Linked DNA regions of Mus musculus: region 2 is linked to region 1. A link is a contact called in public Hi-C data. All regions are on one chromosome and are shown on one strand. Each heading gives the region's core, a stretch centred on a gene start, on an enhancer-like site or on the middle of the called end of the contact. The rest is flanking DNA. Distances are from core to core; before and after follow the strand shown.

Region 1 (2,700 bases), core at 93-2,592:
TACATAATATCTTGATAACTGTTTTGACTTTTGTCTCCACAGGATCAAACCCTAGATTTGGAGAAAAAAATTAGAATATTTTGTATAAATTTTTAAGACTTACTTTATTTTTAATTACATGTAAGCAGGAGGGTATGTGCGCATGCACATGTGTGCCTGCAAAGGTCAGAGGCATATGATGCCCTGGAGCTGACGTCATAGGCAGCTGTGACAGTGCTGGAGAAGAGTAAATGGTCTTAACCACTGAGCCATCTCTCCAGAGCCTGTGTGTGTGTGTGTATGTGTGTGTGTGTGTGTGTGTGTGTGTGTGTGTGTGTGTGTATGTGTGTGTGTTTAATCTTAGAGTCTTCCTTGTGATTTCCCAGATATCTACAAGAAAGTCACTGAAGCCCAAGTGTCCCTAACTACAGGGCTAATTCTGTATTTTAGTCCTATCTGAAGCCTGGTTTCCCTCCATCTTTGCACCCTTGCTCACTGTGCCTACATCTTCAGCTGTGTCTGCTTTCTGACCCTCCGGGCCTAAAGGCTGTGCTCTCTCTCACTGAGCAGAGACGTCTTCCACACACAGGGACACAAGCGTTAGAACACAGAAAGTTATCTGCTTGGCCTCCAAACCCCAGATACACATTCTGGAGGTAGGTTTGGCCTTTCTCAGACAACTTTCACATTGTCTCCCCAGTCGGCGTCAAGATTTCCAGGACTCGTCTTCGTGCCAGGAGCAGATGAATTCATGAGAGCTGATGCTGAGCCAAGATCCCGTGGAGCCCTGCAAGCTGCTGGGGTTGGGTTGCTGGTGGAGAGAAACCAAACTGGGGTCATCTGCTTGGAATGCCGCTGAACCTGTTTTCTGAAGGGGAAGGGGATGACTTTCTCCTTTTATGGAACCATGTTCTTCAATTATTTAGTGAGACAGACTGATGTGAAAGCTTTCACTGTGTTTAATGCCCATCCCCTCATAAGGAAAGTGACTGCCGCACAGCCCTGGGCATAGCCTTGTGTGCTGTGGAAGTCCCACTCTCTGCTAAGAAAGACTGAGAATGTATCCCGTGGACCGATAATTCCACCAAAGTAAAAGTCTGCATAGTTTTCCTGTGGGTGTAAGGTTGGTTTCAGCAGAATCACATGGTATTGAAGGGGTCAAACTCAGAGTAGTCACGGCACGGCCAGTGGTGTCTCTGCTTGATGATTAACTCAAAAGATTTAATATGGGACCTGTGCTGGTGGCAAGGTCACATGCAGGTTTTTCTGATTCAGCACCTGGGAGGGATAGAGTCTCTTTGTCTGAAGGGGACAGACACAGTGAAGTGATCTGAGGGCAAAGGGCAGACCACACACATCCCAATGTGATTGTCTTTCAAATTCATTTAATTAAGTGGGTGTTGCAGGGCTCCCGTAAAGACCAAATGAAATACCAGCATGCCTCAGCAAACAGATGGCTCTGAGTTACCTCTGCAACCCCACCCCCAGGAGGGCTTGTGATTTGTCCACCTCCTTATCCTCCCCACCCCCAGCTTCTCTAGTGAGACTATCCAAAGGAGGACTCTGAAGGAGGGAGGACTCCAGCCCCTTTCTCGAGGAGTGGCACAAGGGAACTAGGTAAGATTCTGTTGTCTGAGCCATATGGGATGAGGATCAGGAAAGTCTGTCTTCTGCCCAAGCTGGAGACAGTCCAGACTGTGAGGGAGACAGGCCAGCACATCTAACACCTCATGTCAGCAGGAAGAGGTTTCCAGGCTCAAAGAGTGGGGCTTTAGGGGCACACATTCATCTTTCTGCTCCAGGTTCAAGGTTAGGGTGGGCCAGGCCTGCCTTTTCCTCCTGAGGGAGTCTGAAGTAGGTACTGAACGTGACCCAAGTAGAGCCTCCCGTAACCCCACAGGCTCACAGACAGGACCCTTCAGGGATCCAGAGAGGAGGACCCAGGTGTGTGATGGTCAAGTGTGTTTGTGTATACTGCTGTGCAAATGTGAGTGTGTACATCTGAAAACAGGAATACAGATGAGTGCTTGTGCACAGGCGTGTGCTTTCTTTCATGTGTGAGAAGTTGCATTCTTATCCCTGACCAAGTTGGAATCACCAGGCACACACATGCTAAGGACTGAACGCTCTTAACTCGCCTTACCTCTTCTACTGGAATCTCCCTGTGAGCCAAAATTAGTCTCCCAAGGAACTAAACCGAAAACCTGGTCTTACAGGGAGAGACGGGCTGAGCAGAAAGCGGGATATGCAGGAATGAGAGATGAAAGTGGGTTGGTTGATTCAAAGTTAGACTCTTTGTAAAGTGGGACAGAGAGAAACAGAGCAGCAGGAATCTGGTTGGTAACACGGGGTGGCCAGGTTCCATCTCTGTAAGGACTGAGGCCCAGGGGACCTATGCAGGTGAAACTGGCCTACTATGGAAATTCCTTAGCTCGGTTCCCCTAGCTTCTTAAAGAATCAGACAACATCTCAGCCGTCCTCCGAAGCTGAGGAACTTCAGCATGGGTGACTCCATCTTGATTTTTCATGTAGTCTGAGAGAGCCCAGTGCAGGAGCCTTATCCAAAACTCCAGAGTGCTGAGATCCCAAATGGACTCTAAGAAATGTGTCAGCTCAGCCATGAGAGGGCATCACTTGCAAAGAGGAGAGGCAGGTCCCAGTGGTGGGCAGAGAAGAGATGCAGGGTACCACCTTACAGCTACAAGTAGGAGATGGAGCTGG
Region 2 (2,700 bases), core at 41-2,540, 150 kb before region 1:
CTTGCTCAGGGGTGGAGCTTCCTGCTCATTCGTTCTGCCACGCCCACTGCTGGAACCTGCGGAGCCACACACGTGCACCTTTCTACTGGACCAGAGATTATTCGGCAGGAATCGGGTCCCCCTCCCCCTTCCTTCATAACTGAGTGTCGCAACAGTAAAATTTGAGCTTTGATCAGAATAACTGTCTTGGCTACATTTCTTTCTCTCGCCACCTAGCCTCTCTTCTCTTCCAGGTTTCCAAAATGCCTTTCCAGGCTAGAACCCAGGTTGTGGTCTGCTGGCCGGACACAACACTGGACAAGCAGCTCTGACTGTTGGATAGTCTCTTCTTAGTAGTCCTTAATGCTTATATCACTTGGGGGAGGGCCTTGTGAACCTTGCTAGTTTCAGGAACTTCTAAAGACTTGAGAGGTTTCTTTACTTCTGGGATGTCAGCAAGCCTCTTGTCATTATGGATGTTTTAGTTTAAAGGAGATTGCTACATAAAATTCTATCCACTTCTCAATCTCTTTCGGACACCTATACTGTAATATTTCCTGAGCTGTTGGGGTAGAGGTTGCCACAGCAAGTCACTTAGTCTTAGGAGCTGAACCAGTTATGAGTCTCTGCAGTATATCTCCCACTGCAAAAATGAAATTTCTTTCCCTAACCATTGAGGCTAATGGCAGCAGTGAACTATGGGCCCAAACAGACATGACCAGAAGGCAATTTGATAGACACATTACATCCATTTAACAAAACAATAATAGCATTAGAATCCATGTTGAAGCTTTTGAATTGGTTTACAATGCCAAATGTGAATTCCTTCCGGCATCACAAGTTAGTTGCCTCTATAACAACCACACCACTATCATAACAATGGGCACATCTAACCTGTAGGTACTCTGCTACTCAGGGTCCATACTTGAACAAAACCATTAGTGACAATTTCTAGCATTATGACAACAAGCCAGAAGGGAAGGAACTTTGAGCTCAATCCTAGTCTGTAGCCAATGCATACAGTGTCTTCAAAATTAGGTAGTTACCATCCATTTCTGACATTCAACCAACAGCACCGGTGATGCCTTTTATAGTTTGAGCAGCCGTTAGGACCTTTCTGATCAACAACTCATAAGGAGTTAACATATCCTGGTACTGGGATCTTCAGTCAACAGCCATATGGCTCCTGGTAGTGCCTTCTCCCACTCATGAAGGGCATCTTTATTCAAACAACTTACCTGTTACCTTTAGTATTTTTTCAAATGTTTTTCTATGTCCTCAAGGCAGTCAAGGGTTAGCATTATATAACTCCCTTTTAACAGATGGCAGGAAGAATCTCTAACTGTTCAGTGCCAAGTGCCAGTTTGGTCTTGGACAGTTAAAATACACACACACACACACACACACACACACACACACACACACACACACACACACACAAAATCTGTTTTAAAAGTCCAATACAGTGTGAGAGGATCCTCTAACACCTGTTAGTAATCTTTTCACCAGAAGATTGATAGCAGCATATATGAGGAGCACTGTCTTAGATAGTTTGACATGATCACAGCCATTTTCCTTGAACCACCTAGCCTCATCATGCTGAGGTAATGCTGCCACCATAGGACTACTGTGTATCTCCCATCCTGATGATCTCAGTGAGGCTGACTTATACTACGTACCCATGTGCAAATCCAAAAGCTACACTCTGGCCTCCAGGGCCTGCCACCAGAGTCAGCACTGTCTCCATCTGGCTCCTGGCCAGCACTGGAGGACTGCTGACAGGGCTCTGGGATGGGTGGACAATCCTTACTCATATCAGGTACTCTAAGGGAAAACTGACCACCTCTTTGTCAAGCCCGATCTTTTTTATCTGTGTTGTTTTATTATTTATGTCTCTGCTCAGATTTGAAAGCCTTCCAGGAGCTCACTACCACAGCATCTGGCTTCTTACCAGTTCTTTCCTGGGTACTCTAGCTAGATACAAACCTTAGCACATTGCCTTTGAGTGGCCCAAACAGCCACTTGTGTCTTCTTTGCCCATCGTCATCCCATCTATTCTTTTGTCTTTGTACTTCATGAGCCTGGTTTTGTACACTAGTCTAAGCCATTCTGATTGACAAGAGAATACTTTTCCTACCTCATAAAGATGATGAGCCATCCTAGGGATCAACAAAACCAGTCCTGAGGACCCTGCTGAATGGATCTCTTATTTAGCTCTCCTGTAAATTCAGCCCTACCTGACCCAGGAAGATGGGCATCAAATACTGCCTCTCTTGTGGACAATTCCCGTAGAAATGCCCCTCCTTCGTCTACTGTCCCCCAGTCCCTGATAGTCAGGGCACAACATCCAGAAATGACCAAGTGGCCTTAATGGCTTTTATAAGCCAGTTCATTAGGGACCGATTTCCCTCATATTGCCTCAGGTTATTCAATCTTTGCCTCAAGAAGGGATGGGCAGTTTTATTGATTAGTGCCTCTGCTTTCACAGCCCTTAGACTGGTCCTACCCCATCTCCCATGCCCACAGCTTCGTGAACCAGGCCGTGAGAAGTTTTCTTACATCTTGCTTTAAAGTTCTTAAAACAGTTTAGAGACAGAATACTCCCTCACCATCAGAGTTTCTTATGTTGGGCCATTATTAATCCCCTGTCTGAATACTAGATTTCCCCCTTTTTCTTTCCCTATTAAAGGTTTTCCTAGAATGCCGCCGAGAGGCTAGCTA

Evidence for each region. Hi-C and Micro-C count contacts between places; a contact is called where the count stands out from the background.
Region 2: a contact with region 1 is called in a Hi-C map of cerebellum, with 2.3 times the contacts expected there. The contact joins two enhancer-like sites. A contact is called at or near these places in 7 of 484 Hi-C or Micro-C datasets (brain, cerebellar granule neurons, cerebellum and 3 more), 2 of 115 datasets of contacts at active chromatin or transcription factors (both in embryonic stem cells) and 1 of 9 other capture datasets (embryonic stem cells).

Annotation. Positions count from the first base shown.
Region 1 is chr11:6,893,928-6,896,627 of GRCm38.p6, reverse strand. No RefSeq gene overlaps it. Among named protein-coding and RNA genes, the nearest start is that of Adcy1, 170 kb to the left of the region's middle. Within about 2 kb of position 1,342, at least 37 of the 459 cell types and tissues checked have an H3K27ac peak or open chromatin away from gene starts, as enhancers often do. A contact at or near this core is called in cerebellar granule neurons and cerebellum, where this site is marked.
Region 2 is chr11:7,046,436-7,049,135 of GRCm38.p6, reverse strand. No RefSeq gene overlaps it. Among named protein-coding and RNA genes, the nearest start is that of Adcy1, 16 kb to the left of the region's middle. Within about 2 kb of position 1,290, at least 2 of the 459 cell types and tissues checked have an H3K27ac peak or open chromatin away from gene starts, as enhancers often do. A contact at or near this core is called in cerebellar granule neurons and cerebellum, where this site is marked.